Regions from separate parts of the Mus musculus genome. Here region 1 is linked to region 2. Evidence: chromatin contacts called from public HiCAR-type data. All regions are on one chromosome and are shown on one strand. Each heading gives the region's core, a stretch centred on a gene start, on an enhancer-like site or on the middle of the called end of the contact. The rest is flanking DNA. Distances are from core to core; before and after follow the strand shown.

Region 1 (4,292 bases), core at 1,718-4,217, 6.5 Mb after region 2:
CCTCCAGATACCCTGTCAACTTTCTGTTTGGTTGTGTGTGTGTGTTTCAGAAAATACGGAGTGCAGAGGGGTCTTGTGAACATCTACAAAGTAGCAGGGGAGGAACTGGGACTCCAGGCTCCATCTTCCACTAGAGGATCAAGGAATGAATCCTTGAGGCTGGGTCTAACCCAAAAAGGCAACTGTAGAGAAGCAAGCAATTCTTCAGGTAACTCAGGCAACAGCTGAGTAAAATAAAGGAAATGCTCAGTGCTTTTGCTTTGACTGTTAAGTGGAAGGGATTTTGTCCTCTGTCCTGTTCATTTATGTGGCCTGCCTCTGGAATCCAGGGCACTTGGGAGCCAGGTGGCTTCTCTGTCCTTTGTGGGGCTCTATTCACAGCTACTCCCAGCTTGTTTTCAACAGCCACTGGTGAGTTGTATCCTGGAGATGTGCTAGCCCAGGGCAGAGCTGGGATGCCTGCCTGGGGACACCTGGGCTGGGGGTGGAGGGCAATGGGAATTTCTTTGCAGCTGCAGCTACAGAGCTGAATAGCTGGAAAGGAAGCAAAGAGAGGAGAGAGAGCCTGGAAGCTATTCTCCTGATTTAAAAACAAAACAAAACAAAACAAACAAAAACAACAACAACAAAAACAAAAAACAAAACAAAACAAAAAACCCACCTCACTTTTCCCCCTCAAGTGCGCAGATCTAAAGCTACATGAAAAATTGTGAAATGCCTGAGATTGATAAGGGATGTAAGCCTAGAGAGGACTGGAGGGAAAGTGGCCCAAGGTTTTGAGTACCTCTGGCTTTCCTAGAGACTACAAGCATCCTTAGCAAAGGAAGTCCAGTGGGGATGGCCTGAATCCATCCATCTGTCCCAGTTTACACTTCCAGCAAAAACACCAGGGGTGCAGTGATGGGAGGCTGTCAGTCAGTGGGGACACATGTGGCTGGGTCAGTGGAGGAACAGTCACATCCATGGAGCTGAACTTGTGGCTTATGCATGCTCTAGGGCGCGCTGCTGGGCATGGGGTAAGGCACAGGGTAGCAAACACAAACTGTCAAAGGCAAGCCAGTGGATGAAGACAACTGACTCTGGTGAGTGAGTGGAGTGTGTGTGTGTGTGTGTGTTTAATATGTGTGTGGTATGTGTGTGTGTGGTATGGTACATGTGTGGTGTTGTGTGTGTGTAGTGTGTATGTGGTATGTGTACATGTATGTGTGTAGGGTGTATGTGGTATGTAGGGGGTGGGGAGTGGCAGTGTGTGTTTGTAGTGTGTGTAGTGGTGTGTGTGTGTGTGTCTGTGTGTGTCTGTGTGTGTGTTTACCTTCTACCCTTGAACGTTGGAAGATGGGAAAGATGGAGAAAAGAATTGCACTAACCCATGAGACATTGTTTGAGCATGCCACCTGTGGCATACCGGAGGATAGGGTGGTGCTTATCCATCCACTCTATCCAATCGAAGTCCTAACAATTTCAGCTATCTAGAGGTGTCTAGAAGTTCTGGAGTCTGGATCCCCGGTTCACCTAAACTTCACAGTCTTCTCACCCTGAGAGCCACCACCTAGATCCATATCGGCAGCATGACCTCTACTCTTGCCTGGCCACGTTGGGGTGAGGAACAGTCCTGTCTAGCAAACCTCTGACACCAGGGACTTTGCAAGATGCACGAGCCCACTCTACCCTCCAAGCCCGGGCTTTAAGCCCAGGGCGCAAGGAGACATCCCAACCCAACCAGGATCCATGTCAGTGAGGTCCTTTCTGTAGAGGTGCCAGTAAATGCAGTTGGGGACAGTTGAGCCAAGGGGTCCGGATCGGAAAGTTGAGGTTCAGACCCCCAAACGGGTCGACGGCTTTGGAAGAAGCTGAGCCGATCAGGAGGCAGGCAGGCAACAGCAGTGAAATGAACCTCGTTATACAGATGCCTGGGGGATGGGGAGCCTTGAGGAGGGGGCCCAAGGGGGAGCGTACCCCGCCTCCAGGCACCCTGTCCCGTAGTACAGCTTTAAAATCCTGAGAAGTTTGTCATAGGACAGCCTCATCACGCATGCGCATAGGCAAAGTTGACTTTTTTTTTCTCTCCCCCCCCCACCCCCCTTTGCCTCTCCAGCCGTGTTTGGTTCTGCAACTTTAAAAATATTTTTTTTTCGCTGAGAACACCAAGGGAAAGAGGAGTCTGGAGAGAGGGAGGGCGAAAGTGAGGGAGCTGGTCAGGAGGGCCGGGGGTGGGGGGCACGCGGTCCCCTCGCTGGGCCAGTCAGTCTGTGGGGCACCGCATCGCTTGGAAAGTTGCTGCAGGCTCCGAGGCACCGCCTCCGCCGTCCGGAGTCCGGATTGTGCGGCCGCTGCATTGCCATCTCCTTCCGCGGCCTCCGCCGGGCCCCACGACCGCCCCTCGGACCCCGGCCGCGACCGAGGAGGTGGGCAGCCTCGGCCGCCATGGACCTCTGGAGTTGAGTCGCCACCGCGGAGCTCTGCGCCCTCCGTCCTCTCGCTCTGTTCTCTCTGGAAAGGCGGGGGGGTGGAAAGAAGAAGGTTAACCCGAAGAAAGGAAGAAAGAAAGAAGGGGACCAGAAGGGGGAAGCCAACGTTCCCCCACAGGCTAGCTGTCCATCAACCGCTCAAGCCACCAAGCGGCAGAAAGTTCAGGGCTGCCTTGAACCCATTTTCTTTGCGCCTGGTTTTTGCCAGACTCTAAAATGAAAGGACAAAATTTGGCGCTGACTCTTGCAGCTCTGATGGCGACTTGTGCGATTTCAGCGGCATCTCCCGGAGAAAAAACCATGCGTGCCTGATTGTTCTGTGGTCCCATAGCCGCCGCCGCTGCTGCTGCTCTGTGTGTGTGTGTGTGTGTCTGTGTGTGTGTGTGAGCGCGTGTCTCTGTGTCTGCGTGTGTGTGCGTTTGTGTGTGTGTATGTGTGTGTGTTTGGGTGTGTGTCTGTGTGTACACAGAGGTTCACTAGCTAACTCAGCTGCAGGAGCAGTCCCTGGAAGCAGACGTTTCGGCCACAGACCCAGAGAGGAGGAGCTGACAATCAGGAGGCGTGAGCCGCCTGGAGTCTGCAGAATTCGTGGTGTGAATGAACTGGGGGCATCTTGGGCACAGGGATTGCCCCCCCTCCTTCCCCGCCTCGGGCCACAGTTGAGTAGTGGGGCATTTTTTTTCACCTTCTTGTGAAGAATTTTTTTTATTATTTGTTGTAAAGTCTTTTGCACAATCACGCCCACATTTGGGGTTGGAAAGCCCTAATTACCGCCGTCGCTGATGGACGTTAGAGAGGGAGCGCCTCGCCGCGGAACAGTCGCCTGCGCGCCCTCGTCGGACCCGCGGCTCCTGCACTGTGTCCCCGCTCGGCCCTGCGCTTGCTGCTCGCCCGCGCGCGCCGGCGCCCTCTCGGTTCCTGGGCACATTTCCACGCTATACCAACTCCTCTGCCCGAGTCCGGGCGCCAGTGCTCGCTTCCGCTCCGGGTCGCTGCGCCCACCCGACGCGCCCAGGAGGACTCCGCAGCCCTGCTTTGGATTGTCCCCCAAGGCTTAACCCCGACGCTTCGCTTGAATTCCTCGGCCGCCTTCGCTCGGGTGGCGACTTCCTCTCCGTGCCCCCTCCCCCTCGCCATGAAGGTAAGTGTTCTGTGCGCACGGACGCTCCCTACTTTTTCCCCCCCTTTTCAAAGTTAACTGAACTCTTTCAATCTATCCCTATCCTCTCCATTTCTCTAACTGCCTGGAGAAAGCTAAACTCCAATATCGCCGGCAGGGACTCCTATCTTTTCGTCCCTTACCCTGGGGACACTGCCTCTGCGTCCTTGGAGACTTTTTGCACCGGCTATTCTTCAAACCTTTTCAACTATGGAGAAGAGCGAGGGCAGGAAAGACAGTTCGGGTCACAGGCGGCGCGCCTTTTTACCTCGAGAACTGGAGTGTAGTTTTACTACGTGTATTTCAGTGACTGGATAATGATTCGATTCATCAAGTATATATCAAACGCTCATTTCACCGGCACGCGGAGATTGTGTGGCTGAAGCTCTGAGGCCGGATGAGGACTGTGTTAGGAGAAACGGCTGCGAGACTAAGGAAACTAGGGGCCACCTACCCTAGAGCAACGCACACCCCACCCCCAACCTCCGATCAGGGCCCAGTTCCCGGCTCTCCAGGTCGAGTAACCCGAGCGTTCCCGGCCCCTGTGCCTTTAAGAGTGCCTGGCGGGGGGCCAGAGCGCACCCCGCGCGGGGAGCAGGGTCGCGTTATTAGCTTTATTAGCGGCCTCTGGGTGAGCTCAGGTCCTTTACTGCAGCATTGGGGGC
Region 2 (4,620 bases), core at 316-2,815:
CAGCTCCCTCTTCGCCGCCCCTCGGCTTGTCCCCTCCCTCGATTTCGCTACCCGGACGAGATGGACATTTATTCTACGTTTGTCATCTACCGCCTTCCTTCTTTTTTCTCTTCGTCGTTCTTCGTTTTCCCAGCAGGAAAACAAACTGAAACCTTTGGAGGGAGGGAGTGTTAACAGACTTCGGGAGAAGAAACGCAGGCGGTAATGTGGATACCTGCTGAACAGTCAACTCCAGGGATGAGTGGGAGCCTGTATACAAAAAAAATCTTTTCAGAAATTAAGATTTTGCGTGGCGCGGCCACCCGGGTAAGGAAAGTCGATGCTGCAGAAAGTCTGCCCGCCCGCTTGGATTTCCAGAGGTTCAGCAGCAGAGAAACCAGAAGCTAGAAGGGCAACGGAGGCGGTGGCTGCTCGTCCTCGCGACGTGCGCCGGGCTCTCCGCCCTTCCCGGTCACGTGACACCGAAGGACGCTCAGATTGGGGCTTGAGCGGGGGGTCACATGTTTCCCCTGTTTCACACTTCAGCCCCCCCCCCATTCTTGCTTTCGTCTTGCTACTCTCCCCCCCCCCCGCACCCCCTGTTTCTCTGGGCATCTCCACCCCTCCATCAATTGTCAATGTGCCTCGACCGCAATCAATCAGTTATTTGTCAGCTCTTGTCAATCTGCCCGTGATTTATGTCAGCTTTTGTTGCTGATTACAAGGCGGGTGAGACTTGAAGGGAAAAAGAGAGACCTAGAGTGAGACAGAGGAAGGAAGAGACCGAGAAGAAACTGAAGGAGGGGGAAAGAGCAGCAGCCTCCTGGCACCTGTGTGTGTGTTTGTGTGTGTGGAGGGTGTGTAAGAAAAAGAAAGAGGGGAAAGGGGCGTCCACAGTCAGGAAAATGAAATAGTGAGAGTAAAGTGCGCAGGTGCACCCAGGACTCCTAGTCTGGAGCACCGGCCTGGGATGTGCTCACTCCCTCTTGGGGTTGTGGAGACAGACACACCTTCTACCTTTGGGTGCTTCGGTCAATCCGGGTCGCCCAGTTCGGGTCTGCTGAGTACCTAAGAACGACGCTGGAGGCGACGTCTAACGCGGAGGTTTCCCGCCTCTCTGGCATAATCCCTCCCGGGAATGTAACTTGAGGATGTCCAGTTGTCGACCTCGGTAGTGTTCCCACCCCAGACTCGGGAATTTCTTTCCAAAGAGCCATGCCATCAAATATAGCCCGAGTTCTGGAGGTTACTTGTAGAATAAACCTCCTTAATTCTGTGACCCGTGTTCGTAGCGAGAGTTGAATAGCTCAAGAGAAGAGGCCTGACCATGTGCATAGGCAAACAGGTCTCAGGCTCGCTCTCCTCCTCTCCCGGGTCCTTCGCCACTACCCTCCGCTGGCCATCCCGACAGTCCTGGGAGCCGGGACTTAATCGGGCTGCTGGACGGCATGATGTAGACCATCCAGACAGGACTGACCTATGCGGGGAGAGGAGAGGGAAGGAACGCGAGAGGGAGGGGCGGCTGCCTGTGGAAACCGGTTCTTCCAGGGAAGCGGAGCGGGACTTCGGCGTTCCCCTCGATTTGCGCCGTCGCTCGGGCTGTTTGGAAAGAAGAGGGGAGGCGCTGTGCATGCTGACTTGTACCTGGATCTGGGTGCACAGTGCGTATGCACTCCTGTGCCGCTGGGCGACTTCCATAACGTCCGCTCCGGGGTTACTCCCAGAAACTCGTAGAAAGTAGAAGGGGGTGAGAAGAGGACACACCCCCTTGCTCGGAGGGACTTGGGAGACTTTGAATTTCCCCTCCCCCCACTTTTCCGCAGAGCTCTTCTTTTGTTGTCAAGTCCTTTTGATAAATGGTGGGGCTGGGAGAGCTGGGAGCCAGGAGCCGATCTGCGCCCTGCGCAGGGGCGGGGGCCCAGCCTGGAGACCGGGTTCGGACCACCGCGCACCCTGAGCTGAACCGGGCACGCTCAGGGGACTTTTCCTTCTGTTTGCCAGCCTATTTCTTTCCTACCATCCCAGTCCCCCTTCCCTTCTGTTTCTGTCCACGCGGATAACGAGAACTTTCTGGGGTGGGGGTGAGTTATATAATTTTCTCGTAAGTATTCTTTCACAGAGTTTTGATTTTATTCCTTGATTCCTTAGGTTGGCAAAGTTAATGGGATGGTAACTCGATTAATGGTAATTTGGAAAGAAGAGCGGCTGGGGCTGGTGTGTGTGTGTGTGTGTGTGTGTGTGTGTGTGTGTGTGTTAAGAACATTGGCTGTTTGTGATCCTCCTGCGACAATTGAGAAAGGTAAATTTGTGAGACTATGGCAAGATCACAGGCACCTTTGTGAAGGTGCCTGAATGATCTCTGGAGTAAGAAGTCCAGCTTACGTTTTGGCAGAATGGCAACCCCAAACTCTGCCGGGTAAGGTCTCTGAAGCTGCTTGCAGCCTGCGGGGTGTTAGTGCCTGCCGGTGTCTCCCACTGTATGGCTCTAAAGGTGTCACCCTCTGGTCAGCTCCTGTGGTCCTAGCATAGGAAGCTAGGCCTTGGGCCACCTGCCATATTGGCCTCTTTCATAGGCCTGGAGAGTGAGAGTTGACGCTGTGGACAGAACTGAGGAGAGCAGGAGCAAGCGCGGGCCTAGGGTGTCCTCTTCGCTCCGGGGGTTCAGTTTCTAGGCTCAGTTTGTCTCTTTTCCTCCAATTCCAGTAGTTTTCTCATTGCGCTGGGCAGTTCAAGGGAGGCCACCCCAGCTCTTCAAGACTGGTAGAATCGTGGAATGGCTCTCGTCCCACGTAGATTACATGCGCTCACCGGTGTGCGCCGCCGGGCTCCGTGAGCTCCGACTGCCGCGTTAAAACTCAACTCCGAAGGTCGGAGCGCACGGGGGCGCCTGGGGGTCTGCGTTCCCCGGGCTTTGGGGAGGCACCAGCATCTGAGCCTGCGCACCTCTCAAGGGAGGCCAAATCTCTGAAGGCCGAGTAAGCTGTGGAAGTTGGAGGGGGTGTGGGGGGATATATTGTTATTAATTACTTCAGGCTAGGCCTAATGCTTCCAACCCTCAGAGGTGGTTGGCATGGACGTCCTGCGGATTTTATTTGCACACAATGGACATGATTTGTTTTCTAAAAAAAAAAAAAAAAAAAAAAAAAGGGTGTGGGCATGGCAGATATTTGAGGAGGAGGTGGAGGGAAGAAGGCGGAAGGGAAGAGAGCCGAGGAAAAAAGTTTGAAAATGCCTTGAACTATTCACTGTCGAGATGGCTAATCAGTATTGAGGCCGGAGGGCAGGCGGGCCGCCTTTCACCACCGCTTCCCTTTCATCTCTGGCTCGGCGGAGGCGCTCAATTAAAAGCCTATCAGTTTGTAAGTAAATCAACGCCTATCAGAGTTGTCACATCAAACAAAACGATTATTATTGCAGCCCGCCTCCCCTATTAATCTCCCTCGAAGATAATCCGCCTGACAGGTCAGGCCCGGCAAGTTGGAAAGCCTGGCCCAGAGCGCCCTAAGAGTCCTGGACTGGAGCAGGCCCCCAGGGGTCTCTGCACCCAGGTTCTGTTCCGCTGAGCAATCCTTCCTGGAAGAGTGAGGGAAAGAGCAAGCTGAGGCTGCTGGACCCATTCCCTCCCCACCAAATTACAGTTAGACGCGAGATTCCCAGGGGCCGCTGAGATGACGGTCACGCCCAAGCCTAACAGCTTTTCAAACCAGCGAGACTTAGGGCGGGACGAGACTTGTGGCCCGGCTTAGTCCTGGGACCCCGACATAGTCTGCACTCTTCTGGGTTTGCCTCTTTTTGTTTCCATTATAGTTTTTTTATTTTATATTATTATATTATTTATTTTTTAACTCTCTGAACCTTTCCCTCTTCATTTCCTCTCTCTTTTCCTTTTTCTGAGTTGTCAGGGAATATTTCTTATTGCCTTACTCCGCCTCCCCTGCCTCCCCGCCTGCTCCACGTATAAATGTCTGCATGGCAGTCCTGTTCTCAGGAGCAGGGCATTCTCAGGGCCCGGGTTCCTTCTTTCTCCACAGGAGTGCATGCGAGTCCCAGGTTTTCTTTCTTTCTTTCTTTTTTCCTGCAAATAAATAAATATTCCCCCTAGTTTCTTTCCCAAGTTAGGACTTTTAGAGGCTCATAAAGGTTTTGTGTATTTGGGGGACAGGGAATTAATTCAGCCAGTGCAGGATAGCTAAATATGTGGGCTGTTGCAAGCCCCCTGTTTGGGATCAGTATCTTGCCCCGGAATTTTACAGTTCCAGCCTTCTTGACCTGGCCAATATCCTCTTTGGAGCTTCACCGGGCGTTGGGATCTCAGCACTTAGTGTATGAAGGAGTGCTTAGGATTTCTTAGTAAATACACCTAGGTTATTTCTTCTATGACCTCAAGCTAGAGCCTCAAGGACTGGAAGGGGTTTGGCTTCTAGATCTCTGAATTGTGGCCTTCTTGCTGGTGTCTCTGGCTTCCCAGTTTGGTAATGTCTTGGAGTTGAGCACCAACCACCTTTCTATGATATGCTTTGGTCTAAGCTCAGACCCAAGTGGCCACTGCCAGAACCGGACTAAGCCAGGACTGGGAGCTGGCTGAAGTGTCTGAGGTGAAAGGGTGGTTGGAGGGATCCAGGGCCTACTAATTTAAATGCC

The links. HiCAR-type assays count read pairs that join an accessible place to other places.
Region 1: a contact with region 2 is called in a HiCAR-type map of embryonic stem cells, with 8 times the contacts expected there. The contact joins the promoter of Wnt5a here to the promoter of Zfp503 in region 2. A contact is called at or near these places in 1 of 39 promoter capture datasets (embryonic stem cells), 7 of 484 Hi-C or Micro-C datasets (all in embryonic stem cells) and 2 of 115 datasets of contacts at active chromatin or transcription factors (both in embryonic stem cells).

Annotation. Positions count from the first base shown.
Region 1 is chr14:28,502,506-28,506,797 of GRCm38.p6, forward strand. Wnt5a (wingless-type MMTV integration site family, member 5A) reads left to right here and starts at 2,968. Exons shown (of 5, transcript NM_009524.4): 1 at 2,968-3,609. The coding sequence starts at 3,604.
Region 2 is chr14:21,988,036-21,992,655 of GRCm38.p6, forward strand. It overlaps Zfp503 (zinc finger protein 503), which reads right to left and starts at 1,566. Exons shown (of 3, transcript NM_145459.3): 1 at 990-1,566; 2 at 1-249. It overlaps A330001L22Rik (a long non-coding RNA gene), which reads left to right and starts at 1,440. Exons shown (of 2, transcript XR_001781181.2): 1 at 1,440-4,620.